Regions from separate parts of the Mus musculus genome. Here regions 1, 2 and 3 are each linked to region 4. A link is a contact called in public HiCAR-type, HiChIP or PLAC-seq and promoter capture Hi-C data. All regions are on one chromosome and are shown on one strand. Each heading gives the region's core, a stretch centred on a gene start, on an enhancer-like site or on the middle of the called end of the contact. The rest is flanking DNA. Distances are from core to core; before and after follow the strand shown.

What was found. HiCAR-type assays count read pairs that join an accessible place to other places. HiChIP or PLAC-seq counts read pairs in DNA pulled down with a chosen protein or histone mark. Capture Hi-C pulls out chosen DNA fragments and counts their contacts.
Region 1: a HiCAR-type map of astrocytes shows a contact between it and region 4, with 2.4 times the contacts expected there. The contact joins the promoter of Dact1 here to the promoter of Daam1 in region 4. A contact is called at or near these places in 7 of 39 promoter capture datasets (the 3T3-L1 cell line, the C10 cell line, cranial neural crest and 3 more), 1 of 484 Hi-C or Micro-C datasets (palatal mesenchyme) and 4 of 115 datasets of contacts at active chromatin or transcription factors (astrocytes, embryonic forebrain, microglia and 1 more).
Region 2: a contact with region 4 is called in an H3K4me3 HiChIP or PLAC-seq map of embryonic stem cells, with 3 times the contacts expected there. The contact joins the promoter of Rtn1 here to the promoter of Daam1 in region 4. A contact is called at or near these places in 3 of 39 promoter capture datasets (embryonic stem cells and hippocampal neurons), 1 of 484 Hi-C or Micro-C datasets (cerebellum) and 2 of 115 datasets of contacts at active chromatin or transcription factors (embryonic stem cells and stem cell-derived neural progenitor cells).
Region 3: a contact with region 4 is called in a promoter capture Hi-C map of adipose tissue, with 5 times the contacts expected there. The contact joins the promoter of Lrrc9 here to the promoter of Daam1 in region 4. A contact is called at or near these places in 4 of 39 promoter capture datasets (the 3T3-L1 cell line, cranial neural crest, embryonic stem cells and 1 more), 4 of 115 datasets of contacts at active chromatin or transcription factors (embryonic stem cells and stem cell-derived neural progenitor cells) and 3 of 9 other capture datasets (adipose tissue, embryonic stem cells and pancreatic islet).

The regions. Positions count from the first base shown.
Region 1 is chr12:71,306,580-71,311,371 of GRCm38.p6, forward strand. Dact1 (dishevelled-binding antagonist of beta-catenin 1) reads left to right here and starts at 3,305. Exons shown (of 4, transcript NM_021532.4): 1 at 3,305-3,728. The coding sequence starts at 3,405. It also overlaps a transcript of 2700049A03Rik not described here.
Region 2 is chr12:72,406,743-72,411,541 of GRCm38.p6, forward strand. Rtn1 (reticulon 1) reads right to left here and starts at 2,312. Exons shown (of 9, transcript NM_153457.7): 1 at 1,569-2,312. The coding sequence starts at 1,809.
Region 3 is chr12:72,440,571-72,445,254 of GRCm38.p6, forward strand. Lrrc9 (leucine rich repeat containing 9) reads left to right here and starts at 1,296. Exons shown (of 32, transcript NM_001142728.1): 1 at 1,296-1,598.
Region 4 is chr12:71,828,792-71,833,587 of GRCm38.p6, forward strand. Daam1 (dishevelled associated activator of morphogenesis 1) reads left to right here and starts at 2,277. Exons shown (of 26, transcript NM_026102.3): 1 at 2,277-2,540.

The DNA of each region.
Region 1 (4,792 bases), core at 2,055-4,554, 520 kb before region 4:
TTTGGCCATAAAAGCTGCAAGCATCATTTGTTGCTTTTCTCTACTGCAAATCGTGAAACTGATACTCCTTGCTGTGTCTGCAATGGACTATTCACTGCAGGATAAGGAATTTGCAGAATGATGCTCAGACTTTGATGCAGATGCTCTTTGGAATTGTTCTGTCCAAGGGTGGAGCTTCATACTGAGATGCAAGGGCCCTTTCTGGCACTGCTTAGAAACCATCTTTAAGCATATGTTACACAGTTGCGGTGTGTTTAACCCCCATGCTTTCTTGCTTGTAGCATTCACAAGGCAACAGGTCCATTCTGTCTTTAAAGCCACACTCCCATGGTTCCTGAGAAGAGTAAGAGGGAAAGACCAAACTAGCGCTGAACACCACTTGAAAGGAGAGAAATAAGTTGCACTATTAGAGGAAGAAGCTCCCGTGGCTGCTTAAAAGAAAGGGAGAAAAATCAAGATCACAGCACAAAGTGAGACCCTGTTCGTAATGGAAGGGGACCTTGGGTGATTACTGGCAACAGCCTCCTCGTTACCTACAAAGAAAACACAGACTTCAAGAATCAAGAAAATCCAGCAAACTCAACTAGAAAGTATTTGTCTGTTGGGTTTAGCAGAGAACAGGGGCAACCAGGCCAGTCACACTTAATCTGATGACATTGGGAATTTTCCTGGAAAAACAATTACAGCATTGAGCTCCTTGCTTCGAACTTCATTTGACAGCCGAAGTTTGTTTTAATTGGCATCTGAATGAACGGCATTACTTATTAATGTGTAATGGATACTTTGGAAAGCATAAACCCCCGCCCCCCATTTTGGAACCCTTTGCATACATTAGTTTTAATATTTAAACTTGTTGTGAATGCTTTCTCACGGAGATGAACAAGCTGCTATGACAAATGGCTTGCTTTGGACTAACAGGCCAGCCTAAAGGGGCATTTGGTTGGGGGCGGGGGAGGGCAGGGTGTGTGTGTGTTGGGGGGAGGTGGGAAGGTAGAGGAGAAGTTTGGAGACACAGCGACATGTCTGTCAGCTGTAACAAGATTTATTAGCAGTGTGTAAAAACACGTTTCAGCTTCTCCCACCCCTTCGACTATATAAATATAGTTGTCAATGTGTGACATAGCACAGGCCACAATAACAGGGTCCACCCAGCCAGAAGGAACCTAATTCAGAACTAGGAAAGCAAGAGGTCTGTTTAGAAATGAGTAGATTGGAACAATGGCAGAGGACTTGGGAGAGTGGCCTGTGTCATGTAAGGCAGGACATTATTCTAAATTTGTCTTCCTGAAACTAGGAAGCAAATTTAGCTCTTGTGTAGTGTTTGACACACAGTAGGCATAAAGAATGTGTGTCCCGTAAGCTTTGTACATCTGGGAACACCTGAATATGATTCCATTTTTACATCATGCTAATTACGAATCAAGGCTGTCTTCCATTTTATGTCTGTGGGAGGTAGGAGGCAGGGTGGGGGGTGAGGGGGTGGGGGTGCTTGTGTAGCTGGGGGGGGGGATAACGGGTGTGAGTGTGAGGCAAGGAAGTGCTTGCTTTTGTTTGCGTCTTCTTGATAAAGGTCAACTTAATTCTATTTGTTGTAGAGATTAAGTGGGAACTATTGCGTTTAAAAGTATGCTAATAGAAGAACAATTTCTAACTATCCTGCATCCTCCGGAGTGTCCTCTGGTAATTATTAGTGGCATGCTTCTAGGCCTTGCACCTAGCGAGAGCACCGGTACTATGAGGGTATTAAAACAGTTCCTGCCTTCAGGGAGCTTTTATGACGTAGCTGGAGAGAAGATACACAAGGAACACCTAAGCACACAGATTGTGTGTGCCCAGAAAGAGAACCAGACAATAGTGTGTGAGAAAGACCAGGCACTCATGCAGTTAACCAGTGGGGGCAGGGGGGCGGGTATGGGGCATAGGGCATGAACAAATTGATCTTGGAAGATTAGACCACATAGAGAGTAAAAAGAGAGAGAATTCCTTGCTGAAGTGAGCAGCTGGGCAAAGGTGTAAAATTCTGAAGTCATGACCTGAAATGTGTTCCTTCATAGAACACTTTGTCTTAATGATCTCAAATTGTGACTCCCTAAATTTAATTTCTGAGGTTCTAGGATTCAAGGCATGAGGTGCAGCTCCCATAAGCCAGCTAATGGCGTTTCCAGATAGATCCCCGAGCCAATGAAATACCCACTGAGTGGCATCCCAAGGACACAAGGTCAAATCCTGAATGGTATTTTAGGGGAATTCTAAAATAAGTTCCCCTGGGGTCGGGGAAGAAACCCCATGAGCACAATATCGTTCTCTCTCTCTCTGTCCTCGACCCTGAGATCTGCCTGCCTCTGCCTACTAAGTGCTGGGACTAAAAGCATGTGCCACCTCTGCCTCCCGGAGAGAGATAACTATTTAAAGATTTATGTGCTGGACCACCGCATATGTATTATACGTCGTTTGCCACTGTAATTCTTAGAATAGACTGGTCTGTTAGCTCCATTTTACTATTGGGTAAACGGAGGCACAAGGAGGGCACTTAACTTGCTATTCGTGGAATCAGATTCAGACAGTCTGGATTCGGAGTCAGGGCTCTAGTGAACAGAAGCTAAGGAACGGTAAAAAACAAAACAAAACAAAACAATAGGTGCTCACACGCCACCCCTCATAAAGTCTGGGCTTTTATAGGAATTGATGCGAACGCTGGCCTCACAACAGCATCCTTCTGTAAGACTTGAAAGGCCTTCTTCAGCAAAGCTCCGATTAAAAGCTGAAACAAACAAAAAGAGTTTTAGAACAACGTCCTTGCTTGTTTTTTTTTTTTCCTTCCAGTTACAAAATAGAGTTTAAAACAAAGGCGACCTCCAAACCCAAGTCTACAGAAGTGGTGTTCTGAGTACCGAGTGGACATTAGCTTGGGATGAAGAAACCCAGAGCCAAGGGAGAGGACTTGGAGCGTGGACACGTGAGGAAGGGGTTAAGTTTCAGAAAGTTGTCCCGGGAGCCCAAAGCCACGGCGCCCGCGGACCGGCCCTCGGGGCTGGCTGTAACAAGATGCTCGGCCCTCACCCGCCACCGCTGCCGGAGATGGAGCCGAGCCAATCGGCGCCGAGGGGACCGCGGTGCCGCAGGACCGAAAAAGGGGGCGCGGAGCCGGGGCGGGGCCGGGGCGGGGCGCAGGCGGCCCCGGCGCCTGACAGGAGCTGATCGCCGCGAGCCGGCGGAGGCGGCGGCGGGCGGGCGGGCGAGCAGGCGGGGTGTCGGGGCCGGGAGTGACGTAGCGTGGCCGGGGCGTTATCAGCTGCGGGGCGGCAGACGGGAGCAGCGCGGGATGCGAGTGCGGGCGGCATGAGCTCGCGGCCGGGGCCCTAGCGTGTGCTGCTGCTCCCGGGCTGGCGGGGCCTCGGGGGGTCATGAAGCCGGACGCAGCGCGCGAGCCGGAGCCGCTGAGCCCCGGCCGGGGCGCGGAGGCCGAGGGGCGCTGGCGCGAGAGGGGCGAGGCGGACACGGAGCGGCAGCGTACCCGCGAGCGCCAGGAGGCCACGCTGGCGGGGCTGGCGGAGCTGGGGTACCTGCGGCAACGCCAAGAGCTGCTGGTGCGCGGTGCGCTGCGCTGCTCCGGGACCGTGGGGACCGTCGCGCCGCGCTCCGGGGAGCTGCGGGGAGACGCGGCGCAGCGCAGCCGCCTGGAGGAGAAGTTCCTGGAAGAGAACATCTTGCTGCTGCGAAGGCAGTTGGTAGGTGGTGGCCGGTGGCCTGTCTGGAGGGTGGGCTGATGGCCTCTGGCTGTGGGATCCCTGGCCGCGACGTGACCCCCACCTCGATTTTCCCTGAGCCCGTGGTGTCTCGGATGCCCGCTGCCCATGACTTCCACGCGTTGCTGGCGGATGCCTGCTTTGTGTCACCTGAGGAGCTGGCGGATTGCGGGGAGGGGTGGCTGCTCATCTATCCTGCATTTGGAATTCTTGGAGTCCCTTGGTTCCAGCCTTAAAGTTAGGCTACTGCATGCCCCCTTCCTCCGAGGTTTGCAACCCCCACTTAAAATGCCATTTCACCTTATGGTCTCCCTGGTTATCCCTCCCCGGGAAGGAGGGGGGGGGGTGCGCACAAAAGCGAGGAAGAGGCTTGTTGCTTGCCTAACTGTCCAACATTGAGTTTTACGGTTACGGCGAAGCTCCTGCTGGGAGCCGTGCCCTACCCGGTGCTTTCTCTCCTGCAAGTCTCTTTTGCCTGGGCTGGTGCTTAGTTTTAAATAGAAGTCCTTTGTATAAGGCAGCTAAAACTAGATGCAAATACTGGCAATTTGGCCGGAGACCCTGCCCCCTCCTCTTTTATCCGGTCCGCCAGCTGTGCTTGGTGGTGGAGGTGGGAGAAGAGAGAACCTGCTCGCTGGGAGTATTTATCTTATTGGATTTCTGTCACTGTCTCAGTCGTTCTGTGCAGTCTTCATTAGCAAGGAAGAAAAAGAACTTTGGACCTTCATGTGTTGAGAACAGCTTTTGATGCTGCCTCAAAATAATGGCGGCAGCTTTGTTTCAGTGACCTCAAAATGTAGTTTTGGAAACAGCAAAAAGATTATTATCCCAGCGTGTTGTATTAGACTACTTAAGCTATATAATGGCCCCCTGAAAGTGATGTTGTGGGTTGTCACGTGTTTTCTTGTATTACGGTTTTCTAGATTTTTTGTGTAGTTACAGAGCATCAAAGTGCTTTTATTTAATTCATTTTTTTCTGATGAAATTCAATTTTTGGCACACAAGCATATGGCTTACGTCTCTAAGCTTTCAGAAGTCATAGGTCG
Region 2 (4,799 bases), core at 1,062-3,561, 580 kb after region 4:
TATCAAAACATTATATTGCATAAGCTTTAGGTTATCATTTGCTGTTTGCTCTTGCAGTTGTTTTCATTTCTTTTCATTTGGACTCAAGAAGTTCTAAGAGCGACCAGGAATCTATTATTCGGTTTAAATCCTATAACCCATAACAATATATGACAAATAGGGCTGTCAATCTTTGGCTCTTTTCACATTTAGTTTTTCCCTTCCTCCCTCCCCCTCCATGCCCCAACCTCTTCTTTCCCCTCCCCCTCCTGCCCTGCCCTTCCTTCTTTCACTTGCTTCTCTTTTTATTTCTTGGTCCCCACTTTCTCTTCCCATTATTCAACACATTCTCCAAATCTCCTTTCCTGGCTTAAATCATGTTTGTTCTAGAGCAGAGTTTAGACAACCCGAGGCACTCCATATAACCCTCGAGAGGGGGTGGCTTAAGAAAGGGGTTTCCCTAAATCAGCTGCCAGGAACACATACGCCAGTCCCACCCTCGTCGCCTCCTCCAGGAACACCCACTCCCCAGGCCTCACACTACATTACCCAAACTACACAACTCCCACTCCAGCACAGCAGAGCCTCTCTCTCAGACAACAGCACAACACACCACCCCCTACAGTATTCCTTCTGAAAACAGCGATAACCAGGTAGCCGCCCCTCCCCCGCGGCGCCTGTCTCTAGCTTCCAACAGTCAGGACAAGCCATGGCCCTAGGGTTGATTCCACCAGGCAAGGATTTGGAGCGAAGGGCAAGTCAGGGGGAAAGAGAGGCCCAATCACTGACAATTTTTCAAAACGCAAAGATGAGTTCAGACTGCTGGGTAAACTGAGGCTGGACCACTGGCCACAGTCCCAGCATTCCAATCTGCAGCTGCTAAGACCTTCACATTTTAGGGGGTTCAAGTTTCAATACTCTGATAGATTCAGAAAAGAGCGGCTAGGAAATAAAGAAAGAAGGCTACAACTTCCAACCTTCCCAACAATGCTGTCCCTCCGGAATTCAGCTTGGGACTCATGGGGGTTTGTTTTCTGCGCGGGAGAAAGAGCTGAGCTGGAGGAAAACTGGAAAGGAGTAGGGTGTGGTGATTCCTTGAGGGAAGAGAAAGGGAAAATAAAGTCTCTGCGGTACTCCGGTGCCCTAAACCCAGCGGGAGGGTCCTGAGGCGGTGGGCCCGCCCGCTGATAGGCAGTCGTCTATCTCTGCTGTGGAGCTCGCTGAGCGCAAACACGCCCCAGAAAAACATCACAACCTGTCACTCCCCGCCCTGCTGCCCTGAGACCCCTGACAAGAAGAGAAAACTTGTTCCGGGGCGCAACAGAAGCCAGGCTTGCCAACGAGGACAATGTCTAAGGCTGAAAAAAGAGTAAAAATGAAATTACTGGACCAACAGCCTTCTTCCTCCTAGCCGCTGGCAGCACCCTGCTGTTTTCCACCAGTCCGCTAATATTTACAGTCGCCAGGAGCGAACCCCTACCTCCAGGTAGACAGGCCAGGAAGACGCAGAGAAAAGCTGTGGACTAGGGGACCCACAAGAAACACGGTCCCGGCCTCCATTTGCGGGGTCGCGGTGCGGGCCGGCTTACCTGTGGATGCAGTTTCCATGGCGACGGGAGGCGACCGGGCGGGGCCGGAGCACAGTTCCCGCGACGACGTTACCCCAGCTCCAGCGCCCGACCCCCAGGCGGGCTCCCCATCCTGCTGCGCTGGCCTGGCCCCCATCACCGCCGTCGCTTCGTCTTCCCCATCCCCCCGGCCCCCGAACCACTGGGACCCGGGGCTACCCAGAGACAGCGGCTCATCTTGCAGATCCGGCGGTGCGGCCATGGCTGGCTGTGCCCCAGGCTGGGCTACTGTGGCTTGGCAAGGCCGGGGTGCGCTGGCTAGGGACGCGGACGCTCCCTGCTGCTGTCCCTACCGGGACTCCGGACTCCAGAAGGCTGCAGAGTCTCCGCGCCACCGTCGCTGCTTTTGCTGCAACTCGGGCCGAGCCGCGGCTGCTGTTCTGGGCGCTTCGGCTCCTCCTTCTCCCCCTCCTCTTCCTCCGGGGCCCCGGGGCGGCTGCCGCCCGCGCTCCTCCCCTGCTCCAGAGGCAGCTTGCTGTGCCTGCGCTGCTTCGCTACTCCCAAGCCTGTTATTACGCAGGTGAAAATGGCCTGCTTGGTCCGAGTCCTCCCTAATGCACGTCAGCCCCGGGCCTGTTAATGGCAGCCTCTGATTAGGGGATGTGCCAAACCCACTTGTTTTACCCTTTATCTGGGGAAGAATACACAGAGAGGACCAGCAGGTACTGGCTGCAGCTTGACTAGACAAGAAGTTAAAACCAGACTGGAGTCCTAGGACTCTAGGATAGAAAGCGAATCTCAGAACAACCGTTCTGAGGGTTAGCTGCATAAAGGACACTGGCCTGAGCCTTGACCTGGTGATCTGCAACCTGGAGGTTAAATCCTTCATCCTGAAGTTTCCAGAACCGGCCCAAACAAACAAACAAAAACAATAACAAAACAGTATAGGAATGGGCCCTCAGATGGAACTCCACAAAAATGCTTTCCAGACCTGTCCCAAGTAGCATTGAAAGCAAACAGGATGCTACCAGGCATTAAACAACAACAACGACGACGACAGCAACAGCAACAACAAATGGCTGTGCCATATAAATGACAGGCCGTGTTGGGCAGTCTGTTTTGAGAAGTGGAAATCCACAGGAACTTCTTGCTCCCCCTCCCCACCCCTTTTCTGTGCTCTCTGATACTTAATGAACAGTAAAGGCGACTCACCTACATGTGCTATTCCCATATTTAGACCTATTTAGACCTATCTTTTCAAACAAGCCGTCTTACCGGTTCCTGAACTGTAAAATGGTGTGTGCCTTTCCTTTAAGTCTTGGCTCAAGTCTAACATCAGAGTAGATGAGTACAGTTATCGGTTAGTCCTACTCAAAAAAAGTGGAAGGCAACTGTGCCCTTGCATGCAGAGTGGTTGTGTAGGGTTCTCAGCTACCATTTGCATACCAGGAGCATCACAACTATCTGTAAATTCAAAGGCCAGAGTCATCAACATCTGGGACTCCTAAAAATGATGAAAATAGAAAATTTTTTATTCACTGTAATCTTTTGTTCTACTAGTACAACAATGCTCAAAAGATAGCAATAAATTGGAGGAAAATGTGTGTAATCTTACAGTCACCAAAATTTTACAGATTGATGTATTAAAAATTAATTCCTGAGTCCAGAGAGACAGCTTAGTATTTAAGAGTGATTGCTGCTTTTCCGGGGGACCAGACCTGACAGCTCACACTTGCCTGTAACTCCAATACACACACACACACACAAACCACTACACCTTTGAAAAAATTGGTTTCTATGAAATATGTTCATTATCTTCATAGTGACAATGGCATCACAGTTGTATGCATGGGACAAAAATCAAGTTGTCATGTGTATGTGTGCAATTCAATGTGTACCAGTTATTCTAATAAAGCTATAAAAATTATCTCCCTCTGTAATAACAAATTCTTGGTTATCCTGAATCATTATAGCTTTTTTTAACATAAGATAATAGGCACCTTGTTTAGAATGCCATAATGTATCAAGAATGCCAGGGAGGAACTTTCTTACAGTTTCATTATTAATATGCCAAGAACACTGGAAGCACATGGCTATTAAGGAATACTGAATTTGAGGCACTATGATAAAGAGAACATATAATTTGTTTCTCTGAAAAACACTAAAGAATAGAATCACTGGAAAACCTGACTAACTCCAAACCCCTTTGTATCCTTATGATTAAGTAGATAAAGGGATATGACTCTAATGTTCATCATTAAATAGATATGACCCATTTCATCAGCTACCAATCAATACTCTCATTTAAGAATATGTAGAGAAAATAACCAATTAAGTCTATTTCTGTTTTATTTGTTATAGGAAAAAGACAATTTCATTTTGATAAATTATTCTGAAAGCACATGTGGTGTGCTTGTGTTGTGTCTCAGTAGTATAGAACTGAGCTAGGGTGTGTGAGGCTCTGGGATCGATCCCCAATGTGATAGAGACAGCAAGACAGAGAGACAGTGAAACAGATTCTTTAAAAGTGTGTGCATCGTGTTTCAGTCGAGCAACCTTCACAATTATCTTCACTTACAGGCTCAACGTGTGAAATTATCTAAGTTATCTACAGGGAAAGAAACATTTCAAGTTTCAAAAAAATTTCAAGCACACACACATACACCAACATGGAATAGATTGTTTCAGAAGTGGACGACAGGATCTACTGGTTAATATGTGATGAACATTTGGAGTGAAATGGAGTGGCAGAGAAAGTATTATGGGCCATATTCATATTCTATAGGAGGGAGTTCTAGAAAAATTAAACATAGCTACAGCTAGGCAAGGGAAGGCAGTGGTGGCCATGTATTTCCTTCTCTGTTTATACTTATGCCCAGAATCGCCCACATCACCGGCCACTTTAAAGTCCTCTGAGAAGATGCAATGGTGGAGTCACCCTCATTGACTTAGTGAGGTGTTCGTCTCACATAAGTCTTACTGGTGCAATACATCAAAAACTATTGTGAATTGTGCTGACTCTGCATCCAATTTGTCTCCATAAACATCCAGATTATTTTTGCAGTGTGCTTTTCAATTTTGGATGTTGTAGAAGCTACTGGATTTGCTATGGAGAGTATTCTCCATTTAATACTGCAGTGAGACAATATTTAGGTTGATGCTATAAAGATGTTCAGGAGAGAACCCCAGCATTCAGCAGATTCACCAGCACTTTTGGAAAGAGCACGGAGGGGAATGGCTGCTGGTATATTT
Region 3 (4,684 bases), core at 46-2,545, 610 kb after region 4:
TTCAGTGAAATGAAAATAGAGAGGGAGAATTAATTCACTTCTTCAGTGAATGTGTTTACAGACAGCAAACTCATCGGATGCATCCAACTCTTAAGTTATTAAATAGAAATATTTAGCCGGGCGTGGTGACACATGCTTTTAATCCCAGCACTTGGGAGGCAGAGACAGGCGAATTTCTGAGTTCGAGGCCAGCTTGGTCTACAAAGTGAGTTCCAGGACAGCCAGGGCTACACAGAGAAACTCAAAAAAACAAACAAACAAACAAACAAAAATATAAACAAAAAATAAGAAAGAAAGAAAAACGAAATATTTATAATGTTTAGATTTTCTTGAGAAAGCAATTGAAAGCTAGGCTGAGTGAAGCAGCAGATGCTAGTTTGCAAGAGGACCCGAAGGTCATAAATACTAACACATCCCCACTGAATTATAAAAATGAGTGCAGTGCTGTCAAGAGTTTTGTCAATTTGATACAAAACTAGACACAACGACAGAATCTCAACTGAGGAACTGCCCCTATCAGATTGTCCTGAGAGCATATCTTTTTTTTTTTTTTTTTTTTTTTGATTAATGACTGATAGGAGAGAGCCCAGCCCACTGTGGACAGTGCCTCTCCTGAGCAGGTCGTCCTGGCTTGTATAAGAGAGCCACCTGAACCCCATAGTATTTCTCCACTGCTCCTAGCTGGGCTGACTCCCCTGCTGAAGGACTGTGATCTGATCATATAAAGCCAAATAAACCCTCATCTCAAGTTGCGTCCGGTCATGGTGTTTATTTCTTGCAATAGACAGCAAACAACGACATGCCCGGTCCAAAATAACCTAATGCAAGCCTCCCAAGCAATTATAAATTGTCCTGGTAGCCAGATTTTCAACGTAACAAACAAAACATAACCTTATTTAACTCAGTGCACCCCAAAATAGTTTAACATGTGATCGATACAAAAATCATTAACAAAGTCGTTTCCATTGCATCTCTGCATACCAAGCGTTTAAGTTTTGGTCTATTTTCCTATATACGTCAGTTCAGACTACCGCTTTTAAAGGGCACATACGCGGCTGTGGCTAGTGGCTAACTCTAGTAGACGTTGTGGTTGATTTGGTTTGTTTTATAAGTTCATTGCTTTCTCAGCCAGTCTCCCCCTGTCCTCTTAACTTGTATTCTATCTTGTAAATTATTGCCTCCTGAGAATTTTGGCAAATTAAGACACTCGAAAGCCTGCCTGAGAACTCCTAAAAGACCAGTGGGGGTCGATTGCTTGGAGACGTTCCTGGGCGCGCGGTCTGGCGCTTGCCCTTGGGGGCTCACCGGGCTCTTGGTGGCCTCAGCTGCGCAGCAGCTGGGACCGAGGCCATCAGCGGCGGAAGGGGAACCGTCTTATGACCTCACTGCTCCACGCCATGCTGGGGATCAAGACCAGTTAGTACTGCTGACTTCGAGGCTCCAGGTGTCAAAAACTTTAACTGTGAAAATGCCAGGACCAGGTCCCCACCGCCTAGCCCACAAACTGTCACTGTCCTCGGAAGGAAACAAAGTGAACACCCAAGACTAAGAACTAGGCAGCGACCGGCTGCCACCGCTCCGCGGGAGTCTTAACAAAGGTGGGAGGGGAGGTCTTCCGGAAGGGGGCGGGGGAGGGTCTTCCCTGCTTAAGTTAATTGGTTGTAGTTTGCTACCACGTGATGCAGGCAAGGATGGGCGGCTGATTTCCCCGTCCTCGCCATCCCCTTCCTGACCCAGAGGTCAAGGGAGGCGGAGAGAGGGTTTCCTAGACAACCGCAGTGGGCGGTCAGTACACAGCAGGCCCGGGGCTGGTGTCAGCTGCAGGAAGGGATTTGGGAGGTCGGAGTGCACTCTGACCTGCCTAGGACAGCCCTGGAATCCATCCTCTCTCTGGAATAAGGTACTGAGTATCGGTCTTCTGGTTGCCTCTAGGTGTCCCTCCCCTGTAGGAAGGACTAGGGAGTCACATGGAGGAAATCTCCCAGCAGCACACAGGTCAGGGGACCTATGTGATGGTGCAGTGGGGGTTATAGTAATATTGTGATGGTAGTTATAATAATAAAAAATAATAGTGATACTTCAGAGAAGGATCCTAGGAAAAAGGAAAAAATGATGTGCCCTAGGCTCGGGCAACTACTGGACTGAAAGACTCAAGGGATACTGATCATCTAGAAATAGGAGGGCCTTTATGTGAACCACCAGGGAGAACTGTTGGGTTCTGGCTCCTTTATACTCAAGGGAGAAAACAGTTGGACCACCTAGGGCTTCTGTTGGGCAGAAAGGTGATAGTTTCTTAGATTAAATGCTCACTCAGCTTTGCTGGCAGACAGTTCTTTACGGACCAGTTAGTACTGTGTTACAAATTGCCATGCAGAACAGTGTTTACAGTCATGTTGGGTAGGATGTGTGTGGTATGACAGTTCATTGGAACCATTTGATAAGTTATGTCGTGTCAGCCGTAGTTCCTGTCCTCGGTGAACATGTTAGGAGGAAGGACCTGCAAGTATCACAATACAATGTGACAGACAGTAGCCATGCAGAGGACATGTGCTAACCTTACCCAGTCACATGAAAGAGAATGTTTACAATAAGACCAAAGAGGATGCAAGTCTTCGAAGAAGACTCAAGGCACTCTTTAAGGATATATGGAGTATAGAGTCAAGGACAGAAGATATTTCAAGGAGAGGAAGAAGTATGTGCTGAAGTACAGCCATGCTAGCTATCATAGGACTAGAGTTGTAGCCGGTACTGGAATGTTGAGTGGCTGTTTTGGTTGACCAGGGGCTTAAGAGATTGGCATGAGTCTGAAAATGGTGATTATAAACAATTTCCAAGAGGAGTAGCATAAACAAATATACCCCCGCAAGAGTCTAGCTGCTCCCATGGATTAGAGAATGGGGTAGGTAGTGAGACAAGAGGGGCCACGATGGCAGAGAGTGGAGAGGAAGCATAAGAATTGTGTGTGTGTGTGTGTGTGTGTGTGTGTGTGTGTGTGTGTGTGTGTGTTGGGATGGAGAAGGGATGGGTGGTGGTGTCCTTTAGCACAAGAAGGCATTCATTAAGGGGAAACAACATTGGTTGGAAATACGAGCTCAGCTTGGGACAGGCATACTGTATTTGAGATGCCTGTGACATGTTCACGTGGGCTTTTGAGTTTATTGCATAGGAAAGAGGACACGAAAGATGAGTGGCTTTTACAAAGAAGGAAGCTGTTAGTGCAAAATAACAAGTAGAGGACTAGGGAGACAGTTTAGACGGTGAAGCGCTTTCCTTGCAAGCAAGAGGACCTGCGTTCCATCCCAGAACCCATGTAAATAAAACATGGCGTGTAATCCCCGTGCTTGGGAGGCAAGCCAATTCCTGGAGCTCCTTGGTCAGCGAAGCTAGCCCACCAGGTGAGTTCCCATCAAGATGAGAGACACCGTCTCAAAAGGAAATCGAGGTGGATGGCACCTGTGGGATGGCCCCTGAGATTATCCTCTGACCTCCACACTTAGATTCACACAGCAGCGTTTATTCTTGCATGTGCATACACAGAGTGGGAGGGAAGGAGAGGGAGGGGTAGGGGATAGAGAGAAACCAAGGAGAAAACTTGAGAATAATCAGTATCGCTCAATGCTATCAGCATTGCTCAAAGTCACATCAAGGTCAAGTTGAGGCGGAAACGGGTCCACTGTCTTTGGCAATCTGGAGTTATTGACTGTTGTTGGACTTATTTAACCAGAAGTAGACGCTGTGATGGCTTGAAGGGTTTTCTTTCACATTACACTGGGTTGAGGACTGCATGGAGTAAATTATTGTTGCTGATGATTGTCTAGAAAGTTCTTTGTGAAAGTGTGAAACGTAGCTATTCAGGGTTTTTTTTTTTTTAATGCAATATAGAAAGGACTTTTCTAAATAGGGAAACCTGTGCTTACACACAGAGGAAAGGAGACCCTATGGGAAGAAAGATGGACTGGCAGAGCAGTCTCTAACAGAGGTAGACACGGTGGACCCGTGCACAGAAAAGCTGATTCATTTCAGTCAAAACGAAGTCTTTATTTATTCATTGTATGTGATACGTGTGCACATGTGTGTGGGGGCATGCTCACTCAAGGATGTATGGATATATATAAGAGACTGCTAATATGGAGTGTCTTCCTCAATTCCTCTCTTACCAATTCAGCCAAATTGCTGGACCCGGCAAGCCTTCCCCATCTTGCACACCCAAACCCAACAACTCCTTGAGCTCTTTCTGTCTCCACTCGCAGGCCTGGATTGCAGGTGTCCAGCGTTTCCATGGGTGCTGCGAACCTAAACTGAAATCCTCACTCTTGCACAGCAAACACAAGCAAGCACTTCATCCATTAAGCCAACTCCCTCAGCCCCCAAATGAACATTTCTACTGAGCCAAAAGTCCTAAGGGGGTGGGGCGGGCGATGTGTGTTTAAGGAGAAAGGAAATTGAAGGGAGTATATCCTAAGACAGCCCTGTTACCTGTGAAGGTGAGGACAGGACAATCTGACAAGAGATGGCGGAGGAGGCAGGGAGGGATGATAAGGGAGAGGGGAGAAATGAGGGCGGAAGGGGGCAGGCTTGAGAACGGTGGTGCATGTTAGGATAATCTCATGGATCCCAGGATTTTCATCTTCCAGCCTCTTCTCATAGGAAAGGGAGCAGAGGAGACACAGAAACGCTTGCCTCT
Region 4 (4,796 bases), core at 1,027-3,526:
GAGCCATCTTGTTTCCCTTGGTTACAGGTGCAATAGTGTGCAGGGATCAGTTTAAATTCATCACTACTTAAACAGAAAACCAAGTCTTCTATTATCTATTATCTACATTTAAAGTTGGTTGATAGTTCTCTCTCTCTCTCTCTCTCTCTCTCTCTCACATACAAATTCCGTTTGTAGTCTATTTTGCATGCTGTCCTTTATACGTGGAGGTATGTGACACACCCCGTAATACTGTTATAGAGAAGGGATTTTTTTTTCCTTTGAGCAAGAGTTTATTCCTTTTTATTGCAGAGAACTAAGAGAGCTTGCAGAGAGGGCATTTCTTCTATAAAATTATTTCTCTGAGTGCCTTAACAGCATGCTTTCATCTCTAAGGACAAACCTTGCCTGATAGAGAGGCTCCGAGTTCAGTTTATTGACTCAGTAAAATCCAAGCTCACTGATTATGTTTCCACCTAAAAGCTTTCCACAGTTATAAGATTGGGGGAACATTTAGAACCATGTGAGGTTGGGTTTCTTTCTGAATATTTTCCCACAGCCAATTGAACAATACATTAAGCCTACCCATTAGTTGGAGCATCACCGCTTGTACCCTTGTTCTGATGGCCAAAGGAACAATTGTGTTGTCTAGGTTCCACTTCAGATATTTGAAATAGAATAGATCAGAAGAGCAACAAAGTTATATCCTGCTTCTGTGGAGACAAACGGTTCTGCTCTGTACAGAATAGGCTTGTCAAAAGACGATCAGAATCCAACAGCAACCTCCTCTTTCACACACACAAAAAAAAAAAAAACCCAAAAATCAAACAAACAAACAAACAAACAAACAAAAAAACCCATCATTTTCCCTCTCCTCTGAGATGCTCCTCTAGTTCCAAGAACGTATTTCACTTGAGCCTTAGTGTTTGAAGCAGAAAAGGGAAGATAAGTAGTGATGTGATATTCCACCAGCAATTAGGTGAAGAGTAGTTGGAAATTTTAATTGTCAGTCTTCATTTCCTGAGAAGCAAAATCTTAATTTTGCTGGTGGAAGAGGGCGTGTGAGCTGATCACAGCAGTGCCATTGAGAGTGGAATGAATACAGCCCCCCCCACCCCCAAACACACACACACACACTTGGACATTTGTTCCCTCTATTTAAGTTTCTCACCTTTGGTGTTATTGAATGAGATCATGAAACCGAAAACTTTTATGTATTAAAACCAAAATCTTCCAGAAGGGTCAGAATTTCACTTCACACCCTTTGCTAACACTTGAATACACATAAAAGTGTCTGAAGATCGGGGGCAATCCTTGAAGGGTACTGTTTGCTTAAAGGTCTTAAAATTTTTATATTTTTGAAAGGAAATGTGCGGGGAACAAGGGTGGAGGGAGTGTTGTGGATTTTAAAATTTTATATATGAGTAATTAACTAAAACTTTGAGATATGCATGTTATCTTCGGAGGAGCTGAGAGCCACCAGAGCGGGAAGTCCCTAAAGGGATGAACAAAAGCATGGCTGTTCGATAGTTTTATCTCCACAGCAGCAGGCTTTCAGACGCAGGATTGTGGTGACTGTCTCTGTCTTCTATTACACAGCATTTTCATTAGTGACAGCCGCCGGTTTTTCTCAGGTTAGCCAACTAAGTTGTCCCCAGCTTTCTTCTTGACCACTCGACTCGGTCTTGGTTTAAAAGGGAAAAAAGGAAAGAGAGGAGGAAGGTGAACTAACCCAAAGTGTGGTTCAAGGAGATTCCTTTTTTTCCGCGGCTGGCGTTGTTTGATCCTTGGGGATGTGAGGAAATACTGATTCAGTATTCAACCCAGAACCCCTGGAGTCCTATGAATTAGTGGTTTTGAGCAGGGAAGGAAGAGAAAGGCTTTTATGGACCCTTCCCAGATGGGGGCAGGAGAGCCCAACCGAACAGAAGTGCCTGGCGGGTGTGCGCGAGTTCAGGACGCCCCTTGGTCCTGCAGCCTACCCGCTGGCAGGATCAGAGGTCAAGTCAAAGGGCACGGCCGCTGGGTGCCTCGCCCTCTTCCCCAAACATTATGCCCCTAGGCTTCTGACTGACCACCACTGGTTCTGCTAAACTGGAGGGCGGGGAGGGGGCGGGTCTGGGGGGCGGGGAGGGGGCTGGCACAGAGGGACAGAGATGCACCTCGGTAAATGTAGTTCCTGAGCGTGAGGATGGAGAGACTGTTTCGGCTCTGTCTGTAGGACTAGGACTACAACATCCAGAATCCTAAAGGCGAGTCAAAGCGTCCATGCGCAGTGGGTGCCACCTTGTGTCCTATCAGAGGAGACGAGGGTGATGTCACCTGCGAGTTGGTAACCTACGAGCGGCTGTGAAGGGAACTGTTTAACCGGATCCCATTGTACCGGGAGCGCAGAGCGGCCTTTCCAGCATGCAGCGGCTGCTCAGGTGAGGGGACTCCTCGGCTCGCCCGCCGCACTCATTCATTAGCGGCACCGCACCGTGGCGCGGGGTGGGCGTGCTGGTTCTTCGCGCTGTCGCGGCGCGCCCTCCTGCTGCTTCCCGGAGCTCCGGGGCCAGTAGGTAAATATTAAACTCGTCCTTCAGGTTGGGTTTGGGTGGGAACAGGACCGAGACAGCTACGAGCTGCCAATCTAGGCTTTGGAAAATGGCTGCAGCACGGCTCGGAGCGAGGCGAGCCTGAAGGAAGGCATCCCCGAGGATGGGGTCCCTCCCTTCTTTCTTTCCGAGGCGCTCGGTGGCCGTGGAGCCGGCCGGGTACATCTCTCTTCTTCCCGGCCACAGGCTCCCCGGGGCCAGGGCTGAGGGAGCTGCGGCAGCGGGCGGCGCTCCTGGGCCGCTGGCTCTGTAAGATCCGTGGGCATGGCCGTGACCGCGATTCCCCTACCATTCCTATCACCTTCGGGTCAAGTCATACTCAAAACGGAGGGGCTGACTAATCCAGGCAGTCTCCGAGTTTACTGTGTGCAGAGAGAAGAAGGAAACCTGGCATTGCGGAGGCCGCGAGCCGGCGGCTAGCTGCGGCGCGGGGAGGCTGCGTCTCCGGGGGACTGGATGGGGTTCCCCGCGTCCTGCTTCGAGGGGCGTATCGCAGTCTTGGCTCTGCCAAATGGAGCCCTGCAAAGGGCACCTGGGCGTGGGCTAAACGCTCTCCTTAGAACCATGGTGGTGATGGGGTGGTGGATAACCTAATGATAAGGTTCGCTGTGGGGGCAGGAGGGCTGGATAATCGGGTTTATCTAACTGGTGCCCAAACCAGCTGTTTGGGATTGGCTTGTCTTCTGACTAGAGAGGAGAGCAGGGCGAGGCGAGGCCGGGCCCGACCCGACCGGACCCGGCCCGGCTGGACAACTCGAAAGTCTTCTGGCTTTTCTTTTCCCTTTTTGCGTCAGCTCCATTCGTTCATTTACTCACATTCATCAAACCCTTCTACGGTCCTTTGCACGTTGCTTACAATCAAGGTTTGGGACGTTCTGTCCCCTCCCCATAAAATGTTTTACTGTGCTCAGAAATAGATTCCTCCTCTCAGTCTCTCTCCTCCACCGTCAATGTTGGGAGAGCATCCAGAGCAAATGCTGCCCGTGACCGTTTTGCCCCCATTGAATTGGTAGTTTCTTGAGATTTGAGCCGGACCTAGTGAATTGAAGCATAGTTTGCCTGCAAGACGAATCCGGTTGCCATGGCGACTTCTGCCTTTGGAATCTTAACAGCTCGCACTGCTGTTTCAATTCGTTGTGGCTCTGCGGGCAGCTGGGAGGGTGTGGTCGGGGGGGTGTGGTCAAATGTTTGCCCTGGGCCCAGCTGCTCCCTCTTCCTCACCCTCCTAGCAGCTCTGGGACTCCCCCATATTCTTTCCTACATAGCTTGGACACCATATTTTTGGACCTGTCCCCTCCCATGTGCCTATACATCATCTCAAAGCGAATTGTCTGGGGCTTTTGTTCTAAGGTAAACTAAATTTGGAAGATGTTTTTCCTCCAACGAGTGAACTGTATCTTTCCATCATTATCATAGTTAATAGTGCTGGAGGCAATTTACTTAACAAGGTCACTCTTCCCAGGCCTACACAGCTCCCTGGTCAGCAATTACCTGAAGTACCATTACCTGTAAATGACAGAGCAATTAATAATTGAAGTTGAGGTATGGAGAACAGAGACATTGCAATTTTTATGAAATCTAAACTCCAGCTGAAGATCCTTAAAGTGGAACTCTGGAGGCTGAAAACAGGAGCCCTAGGTCCTGTGCCAGCATTTTATGTGATGTCCTGCTGTGGGCTAACAGTTACCTCTGGGAGCACCTGTCATCTCATTGATAATGTAGACAGGGGAGTTCAGAGAATTCCTAACGTTGGTTTTAGGTTTAAAGTTTTGAGACTTGGAAAATGACTCCTCCTCCAAATAACACAAGGCTTAAATTCAGCTCTGACATTGTAGCATTCAACTTGTGTTGCTGGCCCCCAAACCAAGATCCTTGGGGTAACTGTTACATAAATGGACAGGACAGCTATAGTAGTATTTTAAAATTTATAATACACTTGATACTCCTATTATCCCAGCATCTGGACTTTTATGTTTTAGTCATAATTAGTTGCTTAGATTTTATGGTTTGCAGATTCACAATGAATGTAGTTTATTTGTAACTTAACTGAACAAAAGGCATTTAAATTATACTAAGATGTTTGTTTTTCATCTCCTGTTTGCATTCTCTTCCAAGTGTGGTATCTCTCAGAAATGGGGGATGGTGTGCATAGGAGTGTCTATGCAAGTGCATTCATGTGCAGGTTAATACTTGGTTGTTGTGCCAAGTGGATAATGCTCA